Regions from separate parts of the Mus musculus genome. Here all the other regions are linked to region 2. Evidence: chromatin contacts called from public promoter capture Hi-C data. All regions are on one chromosome and are shown on one strand. Each heading gives the region's core, a stretch centred on a gene start, on an enhancer-like site or on the middle of the called end of the contact. The rest is flanking DNA. Distances are from core to core; before and after follow the strand shown.

Region 1 (3,585 bases), core at 257-2,756, 170 kb before region 2:
CAGGCAGGGAAACAAGACATTTGACTGGCTCAGCCTTCTTGCCAGCTCTGATTTTGCCATCTTTAATGCATACAGCATTCAATGGCCTAAAGTTCAAATTATTTGGATTTATTTATTCAAATTCATTTGTTTATTTAATGTGTTTGTGTGTGCATAATCTCATGCCACAGTACACATGTGTGGATGTCAGAGAACAACTTGCAGAAATTGATTTTCTCCTACTTTTTGCATACTAGGGATCAAACTAAGGTCTTTAGGCTTGGCACTAAGCACCTCTACAAGGTGAGCCATCTTGATATCCCGAATTCTACCACCCTGGATGGGTGCAGAAGAAAATGGCTTTAATTATTTTATTTTATTTTATTTTATTTTATTTATTGGGGGGGGGCACATTTCACTCACTGCTGCACAGACCTGGCAGCCATAAAGAGAACTTTACAAGAATTGGTTCTCTCCTTCTACATCATGGATTCAGGAACTCCAGCTCAGTCCATCAGGTTTGGTGGCAAGTACCTTTCTCTGGCCCCTCAGCCATTTCACTACCATGTTGAAAAATATAACACCAAATGGTTTAATTATTTTATTTTCTGTGTGTTTGTATGTGAATACAAGAGCACAATGACAACAGTGTAGAGGTCAAAGGACAATTTGCAGAAATCAGTGATCAATTTCTGGAGTTCTGTACTCAAAGTCAGATTTAGTGGCAAACCCCTTTACCCACTGAAGCATCCTGCTGTAATTCTACCTTGAATGCATACAATAAAGTTGTCTGTTTTTAAATTACACTTGTTTGTTGGAGTGTGGGGAGGTGGAATATGCACACATATCATGGCACACACAAGAAATAAGGTCAAAGAACTGGAGGAAGTGGGTGGGCGGGTTGGGGAGCACCATCACATAGAGGCAGAGAGAGGGGGGATAAGGGGGTTGTGGAGGGGAAACTGGGGAAGGAGATAACATTTGAAATGTAAATAAATAAAAACAAATTTATAAAATGGGGGGGGGGAGAACTGGAGGAAATCAGTTCTCTCCAGGGTGTAGGTTCCAGGCATGTTTGGCTGCAAGTCTGTATCAGCTGAACCATAGGATATGCGGGAGTGAGGTTGGGGGAGGGGTGTGTGCAGCGGAGGAACATTAACTGGGCTGCTCTTTACAAGAACATGGGAGTTATGGGATTATGTGGAGTCTAGTGATTATCTTTCATTGCTTTACTCAAATATTAGGACAAACGCAAAAATCTTGAAGCTGATAAATTAGAATAGAGCCCTCCCACAGCAGGAGGGCCTGAAAAGCAGCTTTAACACTCAACAGAATGCATGAGCGTGAGAGAGGCGCTAAGATCTTTGCTACTACTCTTCATCCTCCACTTGGTGGCGTACCTGCACATCTTACGTACGTCTGCCTTACTCTGCTTTTGCCCTTTCCCCCACCCCACCCAGCCCTCCTGCTGGGCTGGGACTCAACCTTTTAGCTCCTCCCAGCTCCGCCTACCTGCCCTTTTTGCCTCATGTTTGGAGCTCGCTGGCTCTGCCTCCCTCGAAGGTTTCTCCGGGTCCTCCTTACTTAAAGCTCAAAACGGCGCAGGACATAGGACAATGTTCACAGTTCTATGGACTTTCTGCAATAGAGACTTAGAGTGCAAGACCGAGAAACTATGGCCAACAACAATCTGAACCGCCCGCTCAACACTAATGTGGCTGATTCTTCCAACTCCAGCTCAACACCTGGCACTGCTCCACCACCATCTTCCAGCGACCCCCAAGTGCTCGGCCACCAGGCTCCCAGTTCCAGTGCCTCCAGCCTCACCGAGGACTGCTCGTCCAGTTTTGCGAGAGACCTGAACAGCTACAATAATGGTCAGTCGGGGGCAACTGGTGCGGTGTCCTGGGAAGCTCCCCATGAGCCCTCAGAGGCTAACGCGGTGTCGCAGATCCACCCGCGGAATGGCGAACATAGCCTGCAGCAGAAGCCTAAGCCACAGAAGGTGAGCGGCTCGAGCTCCCTGGCCACTTCTGAGCGCTATAAGACTGAGCTATGTCGGCCCTTTGAGGAAAGCGGCATTTGCAAGTATGGCCACAAGTGCCAGTTCGCGCATGGCTACCGCGAACTGCGTACCCTGTCAAGGCACCCCAAGTACAAGACGGAGCCTTGCCGCACCTTCCACAGCGTTGGCTTTTGCCCCTATGGCACTCGCTGTCACTTCATTCACAACCAGCCCGAGCAGCAACCTGTGCTTTCCGAGAGCACCTTGGAGGAGCCCAGCTCCTTCAATGGCTCCAATGTGCTGCATTTGGGCGTTAACGGGGAGCAGCAGCCCGGACTGCAGAGTGACAGCCCTTCGGGCTTCCTGTCGGTCAACAGTCAAGCCCTCCAGGCACCTCTGCAGCTCAACCAGCAGGCGTTGAGCTCAGGCGGGGTTATGCCCTCATCACACCCTGCAGCCGCCAACCTCCGGATGATGTGCTGCAGAACATCATCCTCTACCACAGCCCACGACGCTGACAAAGACCCCGACAAAGATGCTGACAAAGACCCGAGCAACAACTCAGCCAACGATGCCCTCGCCTTCCCCCAGGAGCCAGGTGACTTCTCTCCTGTGGCATTCCAGAACCCTAACACTGCTACCACGACTCCCACTGCCTTCTACAACAACCAGCAGCAGATGGGCCTGGCAGCTTCCGCGCAGTTCCAGATGCCCCTTGCCAGGCCTCTGCCTTCAGCCACCATCTTTGGCCAGGCCAGTGTTGGTCCTGCCCTTACTCCTGGTGCTGCCATGGCTCCTGGAGCTGCCCTTGCTCCTGCGGCAGCCCTCACTCCTGCGGCAGCCCTTGCTCCTGGGGCGGCCATGGCTCTTGGAGCTGCCATGGCTACTGGGGCTGCCATGGCTACTGGAGCTGCCCTCACTCCTGGGGCAGCCCTCGCTCTTGGAGCTGCCATGGCTGCTGGGGCGGCCCTTGCTCCTGGAGCTGCCATGGCTCCTGGGGCTGCCATGGCTACTGGAGCGGCCCTCGCTTTTGGGGCTGCCATGGCTACTGGGACTACCCTCACTCCTGGGGCTGCCATGGCTCTTGGTGCTGCCATGGCTACTGGAGCTGCCCTCGCTCCTGGGGCAGCAGTGGCTCCTAGGGCGGCCCTTGCTCCTAGGGCTGCATTTGCTCCTGGGGCGGCGGCCCTCGCTCCTAGGGCTGCCCTCCCTCCTGGAGCGGCCCTCACTCCTGGGGCTGCACTTGCTCCTGGGGCGGCCCTCGCTCCTAGGGCTGCCCTCCCTCCTGGGGCTACCCTCCGTCCTGGGGCGGCCCTCATTCCTAGGGCGGCCCTTGCTCCTGGGGCTGCCCTCGCCCCTGGAGCGGCCCTCACTCCTGGGGCTGCACTTGCTCCTGGGGCGACCCTTGCTCCTAGGGCAGCTCTCGCTCCTGGGGCTGCCCTTGCTCCCAGAATTACCATCACTTCCAGGGCTGCCATCACTCCGGGAGTTGCTATTGCTCCAGGAGTTGCCACAGCCTCTACCGGCATATTGGCTCCAGGTGCTGCAACTGCCACTGTGGGCAATACATCCTCGACTACTATCACTGCTGCCACCGCTGC
Region 2 (3,663 bases), core at 1,021-3,520:
ACACTCTGATATTTCTAACAAGCCTGCTTTTCAAACAGCAAACAACCAACCAAACCCAGATCTTAAGAATCTGGCACAGCATAGGGTCCATTTCATGAAACACTTTGAATTCTCCATTTAATTTGAATAATACTATGTTTTATGTACGTTTGAGGCGAATTTGCCAGTGGTAGCACTTCTGAGATAAATATGACATATTCTAATATAGAGTCGATGGAGATATACACCACTGCATGTGAGAATGGCCAAACTTTCCCTGTTCCACGGAAGGAAAGGAATAAACAGGAAGAGATACACTACAGTATTGCGCAATCATACAGGTTCAGGAGAACCACCAAGTATATTAGAAAGAAGCAGAATACATATGATGCTGAAAGGTGACTCAAGGATTATCTGGTTGTATTGGGATACCAATTTTTTCTAGTAATATAGGAGATAGTAGATTTGTTTCAACATAATAGATTTCAAGAGTTAGCAAGGAAATATGAACAGTAGTTGCCCCTTCCCACTGGATAAAACGCCTTGTATTACACTGTGCGTAATCAATCAGATCTGGATCTAAATGAATAAGCAGTCTGGCATTCAAGTTTTCATGCCCCATAGAAGCATGTTAGCATGTATGTCCATGGTTTTACTAACACACCAGTTCAATTCAGGTGGATCTGTGAATGATGGATAACATACATTTTTAGACTAGTGACAAATTCAGTGGTGCTTGGTTTGCCAATTAGCTATTATTATTCCTGTGTCTTCAGTATTGTTCCTATAAGGAACCATTTCAACCCAGAGATACCTTTATGACTTTTAGCCTGCAATGGGGAAAACTAGATGAAGGTCCATCTCCTGAAGGGCATAAAGGTCCACCATCTGTGACTGCCTAGTAGTAAGGCTTCCACCAGTGTGGCTACCAGGTGAATCTCATATCTGCAGTATGCTGTGAGAATGAACATCAGGCCATGAACATGTCTTTATCTAGACATCGATCCCATGTGCAGACACCTGCAGGGGTAAGGTTGTGGGGAGGGGTGGTAGGATGCTATACTAAGTAAGACTCCATTTCCTTTTAAATAGCATCTGATGTTTATTCAACGTGAGGAAAAGGCTTCTGTACAGGTAGAGCAGACAAGAAGGAAAGAGCACAGGGGCTACTGTGTTGGAAAAGGCATACACATCAGAGAAAGAGCTGCAAGCTGGTTTCTCAGGAAAACCAGCTAGTCCACAAGACAAAATGGGAGACAGCAGGTTTCTGGGAGCAGGGAGGGGAAGGGTCCCGCTGAAGGTGAATCAATGTCCATGGGCCGTGGGCAGCCCAGGTACCTCCCAGGTGAGTCCGGGTCAGTTAAGGGCAGCAGCCAGTCCACATATGGGTTGTGCAGGGGCTTGAAATGGCAGCATCAGCGCAGGCCTTATGGGCAGAAGCTTGCAGACTGTCCACTGGGTAGGAGGTAATGAAATGCTCTGGCGGCGAGTGATCTGCCCACTAAACGACAGGAGCTCATCTTGTAGCTGGAAACCAGACAGTGTTCAAATGTGACTGGGATGGGCTGAGCTGTCAGCTCTGGGAGGCCTTGTGCTCCAAGAGCCAGGCCCAGCAGAGACAGCAGCAGGAGACTGGGGAGCTATTCCTGGAACAAAGGCTAGGACACAGGAAGGGACAGGGGCATTCATGCTTGATTGGGGAGCTGGGGGTGGGGTGGGATGGCAGAGGCGGGGGGAGGGGGTGGGCAGTGGACAAAAATCGCGATGGGGGGTGGGGTAGCAGCTCACCCTCTTGTAGCCCCTGCCCCAGGCCAGGCTTGCCAGAGGCCTAGAAGTCCTCATCCTCCTCCCACCCGAACTCCTCCTTCATCTCATTCAGGAAGCCGGAGTAATTGTTGAGCATGGGGCTGTCTGTCTGGAGATAGCGCATAGCCCACTGCAGGGCCCGGCCCTTGAGGCGGGTGATGAGGAACATCACCTTGCGTTTGTCGGTGTCGAAGGTCTTCTCATCTACTAACATGTAGGACAGGGTCTGCACGATGAACTCCGGGAGCTTCTCCATCTCGCCATCAAACAGCTCAGGAAATGGGATGGGGTTCTGCCAACGGCCTTTACGCAGCTCGGGCCAGGCCATGAGGGCCATAATCAACTTAATCCGGCGGTCCATGGCGGCGAGGTCTCCTTGCTTGGCTTGTCAATAAGTGGACTGGATCTCTGCCTGGTCGGGGGGGCGCTCTTCTAAGGGTCTGCTTCTCTTTGCTGCGTCAGCTGAGCACGCAGCTTGTCACTTCCTAGGCTTAGCTGAAAGTGCAGAGGAGGGGAGGCGGGGCCTGTGCTAGGGTGCCTGTGGGTGGGACCCAAGCTTGTCTGCAGAGCCCATGCCACAGGGTCTAAAAACCTTGGTTGTCGCCTTTGTGTAGGCATAGCTCTGGGCCGAAGAGAATGCTTCAGGGGTGTTTTTTGTTGTTATTGTTGTTGTTGCTGTTATTTTGTTTTGTTTTCACATAAGCACAGCCAGGATGCAAAGCACAGGGAAGAGTCCTGATTGTACCTATGCGCTCATGAGGAAGGCTCAGAGAGTCTAGGAGGATGCTGGACTCCTAGCGGGTTTTTTTTTTTTTTTTTTTTTTTTGGTGCTGGTGCAATTCCCTGTCACTGTAGAATAAGAGAGAGATTATGGAGTTCGCCCATCCAAACCCCCTCCCTCTCCAGCTGCTTTCTTTTCCTTCCCGGATCCTAGGATGTGGACACCCTAGAGAGCTAGCTGCTCAGTGGCCACAGTTGCCTGCCTCTCACTGTCTGTGTGAGAAGGACTAGCTCTCATGTTGAGAGGCTGTTTTTGTAGTCAATAGCAACTCCTGAAATACTAAGGAGAAGACTACAGAGCTGCCCTTTCAGAGAAGGATGCACAGTGAGCGCGCAGTATCTGGAGAGTTACAGGTCAAAGAACCCCTAACTGTGATGCATTAGGGTACCAAGAGATGGAAATTTATGTAGAATGTCTACAAAGACTGGTGGGAAGAGCTTACACAGAGCTACATGATACAAGGCAGTGTACAAAAATAGAAGGGGAAAAAAGGTTTTTCCAAATTTGGAGAGAAGGGGAGGTTGTGTGACTGTACGCCTTTTGTATGATCCCAGTTGTCAGGGAAAATACATAGTTAATATAAATTCCTCAGCATCTTCCTTTGTACAGAAAATTACGTGGTACATGCCGTGATTTACTTAAAACCCTATCTGCCAGGCTATTGAAGCAGGGCATAGGTAGAAACCATAAGAATCATAAACTGGGAATTAATTTTGAATGCTTAAGGTCAGAGAAGATAAGAGCAGTCAAACAGATGGAAAGAGACCCCTCTGCTGAAAGAGGATGGCTCAGCCTCACAAGCCTGGTCATTTCCCTGAGGTAAGGAGAATATGGGGTTGTGAATTTCCTGACCACCTGCAGAGTTGCGAATGATACCCCAGCAGCTAATGTCCCATACCAACCAGGTGACTGCAGAAATCTTCCTCTCTCTGTAGGTGTGTCCTCCTTAGCCAGGGCCACAGTGACCTTTTAAATGCTAATGGGAAACTTCTCCTCTGCCCCTGACTCTGTCCTCTGAAGGCAAATATTTCACAGGCCATAGTAATGTGCAGTGCTCTAGATACTGCAATGCAACCTTCACCACTCTGTAGTTCAAA
Region 3 (3,606 bases), core at 236-2,735, 240 kb after region 2:
ACCTATATCAGGAAGAATTGCAAAACAGAATTAGCAGTGTTCTTTGCTAGTAGAATAGGGGTCAACAGTTTTTATGAAAGCGTCTGGTGGATTTAGTGGTACATGCCTGTAATCCCAGCATGATAGGAGGATCACTGCAAGTTAGAACCATCTTGGCCTCCATAACGTGTGTCAGACCAGCTAGCGCTATAGTCAGGCCACGTTTCAGACAAACAAATAAGACATGTCGTTCTTATGGAAGATTCTGAAAGGTTAGTTGGGAAAGTGACATTTCCCCTGGATCCTGAAAGATAGGTGTTCAAAAGACAGATAAGAGCATTGCACAAAGTCTGTGAGTAAAGGTCTCAGAGCCTAGGGCCCAAGTGATATCTACTGTTATAGACCCATTGATTAAGAGTAATGAGGAAGGTTTTGGGTCTTATACTTGTGCAGAGGGTACCCTTGGACCGTATTGTTCCTTTTTGAACATAATTAAGTTTGAATTTTGAAGTGTTTTCCATTTCATTTACTTTTCTTTTTTGAGACAGGGTTTCTCTATCCTGGCTGTCTTGTGTCCAGCACACTGGGTCTTGCTAGGTAGGCCAGGCTGCTGAGATATGAAGTCCTTGGGGTCTTTGGGACTTTGCCCCTTTGGTGCTTGACTTAACAGTTGTCCATTGTTCCTAGCCGAAAAGTCTTTTCTCTCTCATTTGTTGTTTGCTTGGTGTTGAGATGGGGTCTCATATATAAGCAGGCTGGCCTCAGTCTCAAAGATCTACTGCTTCCCCTTCTAAGTGCTAGGATTAAAGCCCTGTAGCAGCATACCTGCCTGAAAGACTCTAAGAATAGAGTACAGACCTGAGAATAGAGATTTCCCCTTTAAAAGTCAATTGTTATTTTGTAACTCAAATTTGTCTTAACTCAGGATCCTCCTGCCTCAGCCTTTGAATACTGGGATTATAGTCTTGTTCTACCATGCCAGGCTTGAAAAGCTTTAAGTAGAACAGCAGGGTCACCTATACCTTAGACTGAGCCAACTGGATTGCTGTCTGGGCAATAGTTTAGACAAAGTAACAGTAGAAAGAATGAATCCAAATAGGAAGCTACTGTAGCAGCATGAACAAATCCTGAACAGTCTGCTTTGCGCCGATGATAGAGTGGAGAAAGAGAGCTAGTGCTTAATACAGAGTCTCAGAGGAAGAGTCACAAGCCTTGGGTATTCATTGTATGGAATGCATTCTGAGTTGGGGAGAGGAGTGAATGAGGCAGACGTCAAAGGTCACCACCAAATGAGTGCAAAGAGATTGCACTCAGAGAAAGCCTCTAATCCTCTGGGGGCGGGTGAGGGGGGCGGAGGAAAAGGAGGGGCGGCCAGAGGACAAAGGAAGTAGTTTGAAGCATAGAGAAGGAAGAAACCCCAGAAGCCAGGTGGCAACACAGAAGCCCCGCCCCCGGCTAGACCCCGCCCCGGGCCCGCCTTTCCTTCCTCTTCTCACCCACCCCCCAGTTGCGACTCATCCTCCTGGGCGGGGAGAGGTGGCAGTCGAGTCCTCCCATATCCCAGCAGGCAGTGCAGTCTGGAGACTCTGACAAAGGAGCAGGGAGCAGTCGCAGCTGCTTTCCGAGGAGCCAGTGTTGCTGAGGTGAGAGTCCCTCAATGTCCCGTCACCCACTTTCTCTGACTTGCGGGGAAGACATGGAACTTACATGGCTGAGACCTCCCCCTCCGGTGTAGACAATGCCAGTACCCGTAGCCAGAGCTTGGCTCTGTGACTGACAGCAGGGCTGTTCAGTGCCGGGCTAAGGTGGGTGGCGGGGACCGGGCAGCGGGTCCACCGTTCTTGGACTGTTGGTGGCCCTTCTGCAGGGTCTCCAGGGCCAGCAGAGTTGTGTAGCTACCCCTGCCTAGACGAAGGCAGCCTCCGAAACCTCCCGCTGCCTGCCCGACAAGAGTTCAGTTGCCTTGGGGATGCAGCTCTAGGGACAACTCTTTGGCGGACATTGCCTGGAGGGCTGTGGGAGGGAAGTCAGTCGACTACCTAGTTTGGGATGACCCTGTCCTCGCCCTTCCTGCAGTTCAGCCGTTCCCCCCCGCGAGCAACTGGACGGAAACGGGGCGGGGGGCGACCGGAGCCAGGCGTCCCAGGATGGCTTTGCCTGAAGGGGCATGAAGGAAAGTAGAGAGACTGGGAGGGAGGGTGGTTGGTGGTCGAAGCAAGTATCTTCTTGGAATTACATAGGGGAGAAAGGAGGTAAGTGGCCTGTATCCTTACCCCTCCCTGGACCTCTGCACAGATCCTGATGGTTGCACCAGCTGCTCAGCTGTAAACAGGCTCACATGACCAGTTTCACATGGAGCCGGGTAGTGTGGAGATAGGGCTGTAAAGGCTGGGCCCCAAGCAGGTGGGGCTGGTCTTAGGCAGGAAGGTTTTAGCCCCTCCCTAGACCTCAGCCCTTAATCTTCTGCTGTTTCCCTCTGGGGAAAGTAACTGACATTTGTCTTTCTCTCACTGAAGTAGCATTGCTGTGCTAGTAGAATGGAAGGAAAGTTCACTTGGGAAAGCCACAGGGCAAGTAAGAAGTGCAAAGGGTCCTAGTATTTTGTCCTTTAAGGACATTTTAAGAGAAAGTAACCCTGAAAAAAAGTTCAAGTTCCTAAATTTTGCCTAAAAGGCAGTCCTGTTCTATTGGAACACTTTTTGTTTTTAATGTGAATTCCAGACAGGAGAAAGTCTACTCTTTTCGGGAAAGGCACACATGGGATTTAATACATTCTTAGTGACGAAAATCTTGTCCACACTTCCTGTAAGTATTAGGAAAGCTCTTTGTGTATAAAATACTACAGTCAGGAAATTGAGTAAGGAGTAGACAGCCAGCTTTTCAATTACACGTATATTTCATATATTTGGTATAGATCGGTGGTAAGTTTGGAGAACAGGAAACATGGCCAAATGTGTCTTTAAAATTTTTCAGTCCGTATTCTCAAACAGGATGTGAGATTAAACTGGTTTTTGAGGGATATGTAGAACTCACAGTGCAATAGAGGTTTCCTGCCGTGCCAGGACACTTGAAATTTTCGAATTTTTCAAATTTAAAGGGGGTTTTGGTAGACCCCCTTTACATGTAGTACACACTTGAGTGTAATGTGCAATATTCTATAGTAGAGTACTAATAGGCAAAGGCATGTTTAGTCTCAGATATTTTATATTTTTTCTCATAGAGGATTTACATGCAAATTCACCATCTGAAAACATAAAACAAACTACAAAAGCCATCCCATTCCTTCCTTAAGCCTAATAAAGACACTCACTGGGCTGAATGTATTGGCATAGCCCTTTAATTCCAGTACTCAGGTGGCAGAAGTAGGAAGGTGAATTTCTGTGAGTTCTAGGCTAGCCAGGTCTACATAGTGAGATGTCTCAAAATATTGCTACCCTCCTCCAACCTTTAAAAAAATGGTTCAAGATAAGATGGATAGTCTCTGGAGTTCTGCATGTGAGTTCCAGGACAGCCAGAGCTACATACATACATACATATATAAGCACATGACATGTATGCACACACAAAAGCAAAAAGAGAGGGTTTAAGATAGAAAATTGAGAACATTTTAATCTTCCCTAAAAGCAA

Evidence for each region. Promoter capture Hi-C pulls out the DNA fragments that hold promoters and counts their contacts. Capture Hi-C pulls out chosen DNA fragments and counts their contacts.
Region 1: a contact with region 2 is called in a promoter capture Hi-C map of embryonic stem cells, with 13 read pairs. The contact joins the promoter of Zfp36l3 here to the promoter of Rtl8c in region 2. A contact is called at or near these places in 3 of 39 promoter capture datasets (cranial neural crest, embryonic stem cells and frontonasal cranial neural crest), 1 of 15 datasets of contacts at CTCF or cohesin (embryonic stem cells), 1 of 484 Hi-C or Micro-C datasets (embryonic stem cells) and 1 of 9 other capture datasets (adipose tissue).
Region 3: a contact with region 2 is called in a promoter capture Hi-C map of pancreatic islet. The contact joins the promoter of Mospd1 here to the promoter of Rtl8c in region 2. A contact is called at or near these places in 3 of 39 promoter capture datasets (cranial neural crest, liver and pre-B cells) and 1 of 9 other capture datasets (pancreatic islet).

What each region holds. Positions count from the first base shown.
Region 1 is chrX:53,774,315-53,777,899 of GRCm38.p6, reverse strand. Zfp36l3 (zinc finger protein 36, C3H type-like 3) reads left to right here and starts at 1,506. Exons shown (of 2, transcript NM_001009549.2): 1 at 1,506-3,585. The coding sequence starts at 1,655. It also overlaps a transcript of Xlr not described here.
Region 2 is chrX:53,606,529-53,610,191 of GRCm38.p6, reverse strand. It overlaps Rtl8c (retrotransposon Gag like 8C), which reads right to left and starts at 2,270. Exons shown (of 2, transcript NM_028375.3): 1 at 1,768-2,270; 2 at 1,057-1,506. The coding sequence starts at 2,146. The coding sequence ends at 1,808.
Region 3 is chrX:53,368,438-53,372,043 of GRCm38.p6, reverse strand. It overlaps Mospd1 (motile sperm domain containing 1), which reads left to right and starts at 1,485. Exons shown (of 6, transcript NM_001290514.1): 1 at 1,485-1,622.